2 separate regions of the Muntiacus reevesi genome follow, and region 1 is linked to region 2. The links are chromatin contacts, called in public Hi-C maps. All regions are on one chromosome and are shown on one strand. The core of a region is the stretch at or near the end of the contact, and the rest is flanking DNA. Distances in the headings are between cores, read along the strand shown. Region 1 holds the start of IFT27 (intraflagellar transport 27). Region 2 holds the start of EIF3D (eukaryotic translation initiation factor 3 subunit D).

Evidence for each region. A called contact is a pair of places that touch in the nucleus more often than the background predicts.
Region 1: a Hi-C map of muscle shows a contact between it and region 2, with 10 times the contacts expected there. The contact joins the promoter of IFT27 here to the promoter of EIF3D in region 2. A contact is called at or near these places in 2 of 3 Hi-C or Micro-C datasets (blood and muscle).

What each region holds. Positions count from the first base shown.
Region 1 is chr1:21,036,248-21,041,273 of mMunRee1.1, reverse strand. It overlaps IFT27 (intraflagellar transport 27), which reads left to right and starts at 2,993. Exons shown (of 7, transcript XM_065939196.1): 1 at 2,993-3,420. The coding sequence starts at 3,387.
Region 2 is chr1:20,822,412-20,827,569 of mMunRee1.1, reverse strand. It overlaps EIF3D (eukaryotic translation initiation factor 3 subunit D), which reads left to right and starts at 2,922. Exons shown (of 15, transcript XM_065939166.1): 1 at 2,922-3,062.

The DNA of each region.
Region 1 (5,026 bases), core at 1,744-4,243, 210 kb before region 2:
CCAACGTTTGCCAGAGTTGCCTGGGTCTCTGGCACCTTCATTTTGTGACCCAGCAACCAGCACAGGGCCTGGCCCAGAGCAGGCACTCAAGAAAAGCTTATTAATGCAAACGGAAAGAATACACCAAGCAATGGAAAAAAACACTGATCCCAGGAGCAGGAGACCTGAGGTCGGTTCTGATTCTTCTTGCATGAGCCTGGGCTCTCTGTGGGCCTCAGTTTCCTTACCTGAGAAACGGAAGGAATGACCCCTTCCACTTCCCAGAATCATTGCACCCTATAAGAGAGAGGATGTGAAGTGTTTAGCACATGTCTGGAATAGCTAATGCTCAATCAGTAGGAGCTATTAGTCCAAGGGACTCAATCAATATTTACTCTCTAGGATGGAAAGAACTGTGAGAGGATTAGAGGCAAGAGAGGTCCCAGAAGGGTCCAAGAGGCTGATGGTCTACCTGCCTTCAGTTCTGCCCTTCACCAGTCTTGTGACCTTGGGCATTTGATTTCACCTCATTTGGGCCTCAGTCTCCCTGTTTATCAAACAGAGAGGATACACGCCTCACAGGGGTTATTGTCAATATCAAACAGGAACATGAATAGTAAGTTAATGAACTCTTCAGAGCACTCAGACTGAGGCCAGGACCCAGTGTGGGCTTGGCAAACGCCGGCTCTGTTATAGCTGCTCAGGGAGGGGTTAGACTAGAATATCTCAAGCATCTTTATGGTTCCCAAACTCTCTGATCCCCTAAAACCCAGTGACAGTCATGTGCCTGTTGTTTCATCATCAGTAGGGTATAGAAGGCCCTTGGGATGGCGGCGGGATGGCGGCGTGAGGTGGGAGAATTCACCGTATGGGGTTTACCACCTCTGTGTGTGTGTGCTAGTTGCTCAGTCATGTCTGACTCTTTGCCACCCCACGGAGGCTCCTCTGTCCATGGAATTCTCCAGACAAGAATGCTGGAGTGGGTTGCCATTTCCTTCTCCAGGGAACCTTCCCGACCCAGGGATTGAACCCAGATCTCCTGCATTGCAGACAGATTCTTTACCGTCCTGAGCCACCAGGGAAGCCCCTCTGGGAAGACACAAAGCTCTTACAACAGTATTGACCAAAATCACATCCAGGAGCAGGAAGGAAAGGGCCGGGGCAGATATGGTGCTGAGGAGGACAACCCCATAAGGGAGGTGCAATTATTACCCTCCACCACTTCACAGATGAGGAAACTGAGGCTCCCAGAGGTATCACCCCCAGATGGATCTCAGCATCTGAGCCCCTTGGAGCTGCCTCGGGAGGGTGACTCACTCAAGAGGTCCTTTAAGGGATTAGCAGGACAGTCTGGAGGCGGAGGCAGAAAGACCGGGAGAGGCTTTGTGACTCACCGAGACCTGGGGTGTCTGAGACAGACTTGCATGATGTCTCCCAAGAAAACAAGTAGGTAAGGCGGAATGCAGGAGACAGGTCTTAACCATAATACCAGGAATGACTGGCAAGGAAAGATAATTCCAGACAACTTGCATTGTTTCAGTCCTGATTCAAGGCTGAAACATTTGCAGCAGTTTGTAGAGCGTGTGTGTGTTCATTGCCCTGCGAAAGACTGGCAGCCACAGTAAGACACCCGGCAGGTGAGATGAAAGGCGTGTGTGTGTGCATGCTCAGTCATGTCCAACTCTTTGCAACCTCATGGACTGTAGCCCACCAGTCTCCTCTGCCCATGGAATCTTCCAGGCAAGAATCCTGGAGTAGGTTGCCATTTCCTATTCCAGGGGATCTTCTCTACCCAGGGATTGAACCCACGTCTCCTGTGTCTCCTGCACTGGCAGCCAGATTCTTTACCACAGTGCCACCTGGGAAGCCCTAAATAAAGGGCATATGATAGCAAATTCTGAAGGCTGCATCTTCCCTGAGGGGCTCTTCTTCCCCTTCAGCACCAGCAACCCCAGAGGAACCGGCAGGAGTGAGAAAAGGGGTGCAGGCATCTGGCCAACATGACGGTGATGGTAAACTCAATCTGTTCAGTAAATCTCTTCTCATTCATCCATTCATCACTGCTGAGCACCTACTGTGTCCCAGGCACTTACAGTCTCAGGACAACCGAAGAAGGTGGATTCCACGAGCCCCTTTTAAAAGTGAGCAAATAGACTCAGGGATGAGGCCACTTGCCCAGGTCAGGAAGACGACCGTGATTTCAGTCTGGGGTTCCTGACCGCAGAGCAAGAGGGGCCTCCCCGGAAAGTCAGCCTCCTTGATGGGGGATGAGAAATGTCCAGGATGCTCGCTTTCATTCCACGTGTGGTATGTGATAACGTTCTCCACTTCACAAGAGGGGCTGGGCTCACAGGAAAATACAACTTCAAATTCCTGAGTCCACCAACCGCTTCCCCCACTTCTCCTTTGTGCATGGACATCACTTTTAACACTTCGGTATTTAAAGCGCATAACATCCCTGGGCTTTAAGGAGCCAAAGACTGGATTTCTTGATGCACTTTACAGCCACGCTCCCTGGAATCTGGGACTTGGTGGGGCGTCAAGAGCTGCTTCAGCCAGGTCAAGCTGGCTCAACGCTCGGCCTGGGCAAGCGCACCTCGTCCAGCGCGCCGGCGCCGCTCCAGTCTCCCGCGCTCGCGATCCGCCCCCTTCGTGGGCGAACCCACTTCCAGAAGGGCAGGAGGATACGGCGAGTCCCCATTCCTCCCGAAGATGGGCCTAGCCAGCCTCTGACCAATCAGAAATCTTGTTTTATCACCGCTTCTGGATATACTAGATTGGAGCTGCTTTTCCCTGAACTTTCAAGCCGTGCGGGGGCGGGAGGGGGAAATGATTGACATCTTCTGCAACTATTAGTCAAGCGCGATAAACTTGAAGAGCAGTTACGACAACGAATTATCTGACGAGAAAAGGCTGTTAGCCCTTCCCCCTTGTCTCACTGGTCTCCGTGAGCCCTAGGGGGTGGGAGTTTTTTATTTCAGCCAATCGATGGCCAGCGAGAAGGAGGGGGCGATGAAGAGGCGGGGCAGGCGGGCGGTGGTTGCCCCGCGATCACAGCCACAGTGGGGCTGGGGCCTGGGGACCGGACGGTTTCTGGGTCACTGTTCCCGAACCGCACTGCCGGGGGCCGGATTGGATTCAGGAGCCGCGTCGCCTCCCTGGCACCTTCCCGGCTGCCTTCTGAAGACTTTTACCCCTTCTAGCGCTCCTCCGCGCCCCACCGTGACCCTAGCGCCAGATAGCGCCCCGCCGGCTGCCCGAAGGGTCCAGGCCCCATTGTCCCGGTCCTCACCACGGCCACTGGCCCCTTGAGCGCCAGTTCTCCCTACTCCCCTTCTCAGGCAGGGCCACCAACGCCTCCAGCAGCCGCTCTTCTCTTGTCTGCTCCGTGGAGGTGGTTGGTTACCATGGTGAAGCTGGCAGCCAAATGCATCCTGGCAGGTGAGTCTGAAAACTTGCGGGCGAGTACAGTGTCCGGAGTTCAGAGACTTCATAAATTGTTGAGAGCTTTTGTTCACGTAAATTGTCTACCCTCTTTCCCTTTCTCTCTCCCAAAGGCGAGTTAATGCAATTACTGATATAGTAAATTCCATTAGGCATGGGATAATTATCTTCCAGAGCACACTTGTAGCTGCAGCTGGTTTCCTTCCCTCCCGGTTATACTCTGAGACCACCGTCACCAATTGGAGCTGTACTCAAGAGGAGCAGACAGGTTTTTAAAAAATCAGGCTAAGCACACCATAAATGCTTCAACTAAACCATGTGCTGTACTCCAAAGTTAGCATCAGTGACTTAGGTGGTCTTTACTTATGGGATTTTTTTCCTTGACCCCATTCTTCTGAAAACAGGGATAGGAGACAGTAATGTCCAGTTGACCAGAGTTTGCAAAAATACCATGTATGTAGTCTTTAAGACCCAAAGTTATGGTTGCTGCCCCATAATCTTGAGGACATAAATGTTGATTCCCCCAAAAGTGGGAATCTTTTTTGCTGATTGATACATCCCAAGCTCCCAGAACGTACATCTGGAACGTAGGAAATACTCAATAAACATTTGTAGAATGAATGCTTATGCGGCATGCACATTTGTGGTGTTACTGCTCATTTAGAAATGAGAAGTAACATTTGCCTGGATTATGGACCTGGGACCTCAGAGCACAGATGTACTTTCCTGAGTCCTTGCTGCATTTTCAGGCACATGTATTTCATTTAACCCTTTCACAGTAGGTAGCACCCTGGGGTAGGACTTCCCTGGTAGCTCAGCTGGTGAAGAATCTGCCTGCGATGCAGAAGACCCTGGTTCAATTCCTGAGTTGGGAAGTCCCCCTGGAGAAGGGATAGGCTACCCACTTCAGTATTCTTGGACTTCCCTGGTGACTCAGATGGTAAAGAATCCGCCTGCAGTGTGGGAGACCTGGGTTCAATCCCTGGGTCAGGAATATCCGCTGGAGAAGGGAATAGCAACCCACTCCAGTATTCTTGCCTGGAGAATCGCCATGGGCAGAGGAGCCTAGCGGGCTACAGTGCGTGGGGTCGCAAAGAGTCGGACACGACTAAGCCACTCAGCACCGCACCGCACCGCATGGCGCCCTGGGTCAGATGCTGAGTTGTTCTGACCTCACTGAGAACTGAGATGAAGTCTCTGGCCCAAGGTCACCCCCTAGTGAAGGAAGGTCCTAGCCGGGATTCCCACCCCCAGATCTGCTCACCTCCGTAATTCTTAACTTGTGTTACTGTTGAAACCTGTGACCTTTCCAGATGTTTCTGACCAATTCAGAAAAGGAGCAGTGAGAGGAAAAGGAGATTCTTTTTTTTTTTTTTTTTTTGACTCTTCTCTTTCAAACTGCAAAGGGTGGTATTTATAATGACTTTTCCAGTTTGGAAGTAAAAGGGTCACACAGAAAGATGACTGCTCAAAGTCACTCAGATCATGCTGGAGCAAAAGAAATGAATGGTCTTCAAAAGCAGTGTCTAGTTTCCAGAGCACCAGCGGGGGCAGTATTGTGCCACAAAAATAATTCCACAGATTGGCTGTGTCTTCTTGGACA
Region 2 (5,158 bases), core at 1,673-4,172:
GAGGTTTTGCTGTCCTACCTAGAACAGTGCCTGGTGATCCACATTTGGGGAACTGTTGAATGAGTGGATAGGGGTTTTGTGAGAATTAAATGAGAAAATGAATTCAGCACATTACCCCGGGCCCATAAATAAGGACTCACTTAATGTCAATGTACTGAATATCAATAGTAAGCTCTAATATGTGCTACACTATAAGGGGAGATGTAACTTTTGCTGGATTGCTTGGATCATGTCTTTTGTTTTCTTTTTTTTTTTTTTTCCTGTGGGCCCACAGGCCATCTGCTGCAATCTCACTTTTGTGTCAGAGTTTAATCATCTTTTCCATTTTGGCCATGATGTCTCTGCCCACCCCAGATGGAGAAGAATTTGGAGAGTCTGTCTTATTTTCAATACTGGGTCCCTGGGCTTGGGTGGGAGATCCTATCTAAATTCCTCCCCCAATGGACACCTTTGCTGCCTCTTTCTGCCTACCCCACTCTCGAGTCTCTACAGGCAGTGGGGATGACCCTCCTTTACATTAAATCAGGTCATGACCTCTCTCCCTCCCCATTTTAAAATCCCTCAGTAGCTTACTTTTATCCTGAGGATAAAATCCCATACTCTGTTCCGTGGCCTGCACATTTCTAAATGGAAACTTCCTTTTTTCTGGGTCACACCCAGGCTTCTTCCTGCTTGAGACCTTGCCGCCTGCTGTTCTCTGGTGCCGGGAATACATCTCCCCTACATCTTCACCAGCCTGTGTCCACAACCAGCCACCCCTCTGAGTAGCCTAGCCCTGTCCTCATTCGCTCTCTCAGTTGCCACGTGCCTGATACTATTCCAAGCACTTAAATTAACTCATTTAATTCTCTCTACAGCCCCGTAGCATTAAAAAAAAAAAAGCATGATTGGGGCTCCCTGGTGGTCCAGTGGTTAAGACTCAGCGCTTTCACTGCTAGGGCCCCAGTTCGATCACTGGTCAAGGAACTATCCTGCCAAGTCATGTGGCATTAAAAAAAAAAAAAAAAAAAAGGCATGTGAGCTAGAGCAGAGTGAATATAAAATGGCAGGATATAAAGATGATAGTTAGCTAGGACCAGACAGGTCATAGGAAGACTTTCATATTTTATTCCAAGTATATAATGGGAAGCTACTAGAAGGTTGTGAATAGATTGCTTTGATCACCACACAAAGAATGAACCCTAGAGGAACACAAGTGGATGCTGGGGCCCAAGCATGAGGCTGGAGATGGTGAGGGAAAATGGTGGCATTCATGATGGTTCATTTTTTGTTTTGTTTCTGGCCATGCTGTGAGGTTGCAGGATCTTAGTTCTCTAACCAGGGATCAAACCCATGCCCCCTGCAATGGAAGTGCAGAGTCCTAACCACAAGGCCACCAGGGAATTCCCTCAAAATGTATTCTAAAAGAATAAAGAGGACTTGCTGAAAGAGTGAATGTGGTGGGAAAAGGAACTACCAATGATGAGTACAAAGTTTTTCAATAAGCATCATCCACTGGGTACCGTGAACAAAAATAGGAAAACTGGATGATGAGTGAATTAGAAGAGAATTTATAGAAACAGATGCTGCTGTTAACATTTTCATTTTATACATGAATAAGGTTTCAAAGAGTCGGACACGACTGAGCGACTCAACTGAACTGAACTGAAGGTTTCAAAGAGATCAATTAATATGCTCGAGTTTGTCTAACTGGTAAGTGGAATTCCTGAGTATTTTCACATACATATATTTTACCCTCACAACACCCCCTTTTATCATCTTCAATTTACAAATAAGGAAACTGAGGCCCAGAGATATGAAGGCTACACTGCTAGAAAGTGACAGTGTAAGTGAAAGCGAAGTCGCTTAGTCGTGTCCCACTCTTTGCGACTCCATGTTCTGTAGCCTACCACGCTCCTCCGTCCGTGGGATTTTCCAGGCAAGAGTAGTGGAGTGTGTTGCCAATGCCTTCTCCAGAGGGTTTCCCCAATCCAGGGATCAAACCTCGGTCTCCCGCATTGTATGCAGACACTTTACCATCTGAGCCACCAGTGGCAGAGCCAACAATAAATATCAGCTGTAACAGCAAGTATATTTTCCAATAAAGGAGATAGACCAGGAGACCGATAAGGAAGCCTATGAGACCAGGCAGTAAAGAATCATGAGGTTTGAACAAAAATCGCACGCTCAGATTCTTTCAAATATTTTGAAATACCCCAATAAGACTCCAGGACAAACTCTGTAGGCTGAGTTTCCAAAAGGACAGCACCGTTGCCATCGTAGGAAGGTGGTTCCTGAGTCGCCACTTCAGAATCACAACCAACTAAAATGCAGGTTCCTGGGCTCCAGCTGGTATAACAGTCTATGGAAGGGGACCCAGAATCTTCATTTTTCAAATTAGCACTCCAGGAATCTTTGTCAAACAAGAAAGTCTGAGCACTGTGGAGGTGTGGTTTGAACCCTGGCAGCGACCCCCTACACTGGTAGTCTGATCTACTCAGGTCACTTTGCACCTCCTGGTCTGTTTTCGAAACCGCTGAAAAGTTCAGCGAGTCGCCACAAAAACCTGCCTGAGAAACTCGATCTCCCCCTAACGGCGAAACTCGACCCACACGAATCTTTTAAAGAAGGCAGGAGCCGCGGGTCATTGTGGGATACAGAGGGGCCAGAGCGGTCCGCAAGGCATTGTGGGACATAGAGGGGCTATCAGCAAGTCTCCGCTTCCAACTCCAACTGCAAGACCGCCACGTTTCAAGAAACTTGAAACTCTCGGAGTGTCGCCGGATGCCCCATGACGTAACTGTAAACATCTCCGGTGTCTATCAGCCTCGAAGGCTAATAAGAACACCGCGAAAAGAACAGTGACGAACTTCCGGGTGTGCCTTCGCTTTACGACTCGTGTGTTCCGCCGTCGAACCGGAAGGAAGCCAAGAAGCAGTTTACGACACCGTCGGTCGTGTTTACGGTACCGGCCGCTGCGCGCGCATCTTTCCTCCTTTCCCGGTTCCCCGGAGCTCAGGCGGTGGCGAGGTATCTGGCGTAGACTTATCTTTCGGCATCGGGGCCGGCTACGGCCGTTACAGGTAAGCAGCGTATTCTGTACGTTTCCGCGGACCTCCAGAGCAGAGTTGGGCTGCGCCTGGCCTTCGGGGCCCTACCGGAAGAGACTTCTGTACGCCCCCTCCTGCCTCCTTGTTCCTCCGCTGGGCGGGGCAGGAATCCGCCTTCGGCACCCCCAGGTAGGACCCAGTGCGGGGCAGAACCTGTAGTTGAGGTCTCTTGCCCTGGAGTCCGCTTAGCGGCCACCGACGGTCTGTTCTGATGTGAACATGCCATTAATCCTTCTGAGTCTCGGGGTCTTTTAAAGTGCCCCACGGTTCCCTGAGCTTCTATGAGAGGGCTGTTGGGTGTGCCAAACTGAGCGATGTTCGGCCCTGCTCTGAGGAGGTCACAGTCTAAAAGTTTCTTTTCCTTGCCTGTGAAATGGAAGACTAGGATGTAGTTGGTTGATCTGTGATTTGAAACTAACCCCCCAGGAATTGGCAAACGATCTGCAGTGGCTGCAAGAACGTGCGCAGTACATGACCTGCCAGCCACAAGGCTCTATGACTGTCCTGTTGGTGCCTCCTCATCCGATAGCTGTAGCCAGTTCAGCTGTCATCCGTTTCAACAGAAAGATTTAGTTTCCACTATTGGTTACATTGTGCTCTGCCTACTTTCTATTTTATGCGTTGAAACCAAGTGACTTCCTTCCACCCCTTTTAAAGTGTGTTGGCAGATACCTTATTGTGTTATTGATATGATCTGAAATCCAGGATCTTTTCAGGCTGCTGTCCAGCTGTAAGATAATGGGAAGACTGTTAGACTTAAGACAGACGACCCTAGAAACCAAATCTATTTTGAAATGATGAGATCAGCTGCTTGGTTTGGCTGAACTGTGTGTTTTTATATCTGAAATGGGGGCCTAGGGGTTTAGTGGTGTTGCGTCTGACACGTTGTAGGACCCTGGTAGTATATAAAGGTATATTGTTTTGAGACCACCACACCCTCCCTCAGTCTGCTTCCTCTAGTGTAATTTAAGTTCAGGTGGGAGTATGGGGCTTCCAGGTTCATGCCCTGTTGGATCATGCAAGTGTCACCTCTGTAAGAACTCTCCCCATCATGGGAAAATGAAGAGAATTTCCTAAACGTAGTATCCTTTGCTCTTTTATTGCTCCCCAGACTCTGGAAATATTTGTGTGGTGAATTTTCCCCTGGGAGCTCAGCTTCTGGGCATTGACAGGGGATTAAAATGGATGATAAATGCACGCATTTTGGGTAGGAATTGTTTGGCAGATACCTGTCTGGAGTCCCTGGTTTTTACTGTTTCTGAGAGGAGTACGGGCCTTATACAAAGTGTGGACTCTGAAGCCAGTTTCCCAGGGTTCAGATTTTCGTCCATTAGTGTTGTGACTTTGGGCAATTTCTTGATATCTCTGTGCCTCAGTTTTCTTATCTGGAAAGTGAGGCTAATACTGGCCCTACCTCAGGAGGAGATTGTTGAGAGGAGTTAATGAATTAATGCGTGGAAAGCACTAACAACATGCCTGGTACTTATAATGCTTATGAACATTGGCTGTGTTAAACCACTTTCACTTTCATGACGTAAGGCTTCTGGTGGCTTCCTCAACCTTCTGCCGGGCTTTCTGCCTGATTCTTATGCCCTGCATAAGAATTTGCACTGACAACAAAAAATTGGAAGAACAACGAAGGAAGGTTGCGTTTCAGGATATATTCATGGACCCTTGTTTTTTCTCGGCACTGTGTGTAAATGTATTTTTGTAAGACTGAGTAGTAAGTGTCTGGCGTTTTACAGTGGAACTATTTCTACATATGTTAACTAATATATACGGCTTTCACAGTGATCCTCTGATGGGAATAAAACAAGGATCTTATTTATTTTACAGGTAAAGAGACTGGAGTTTAGGGGAATTATATACTCTATGTCTGGTGAAGGTGTGAATGAGAACTGGAACCTGCTTATTAAACTCAAAAAAAGGTTAATTACATTTCATCAAATCTGTAAGACATCACTGAATTCAAGAAGCACAATTTCTTCATGTAACACTAAGAAAGGAAAGTTGCCAGATATGATATGACACCCCGTCAATTAGAAGGTGCAGGCTCATTTCAGAGATGG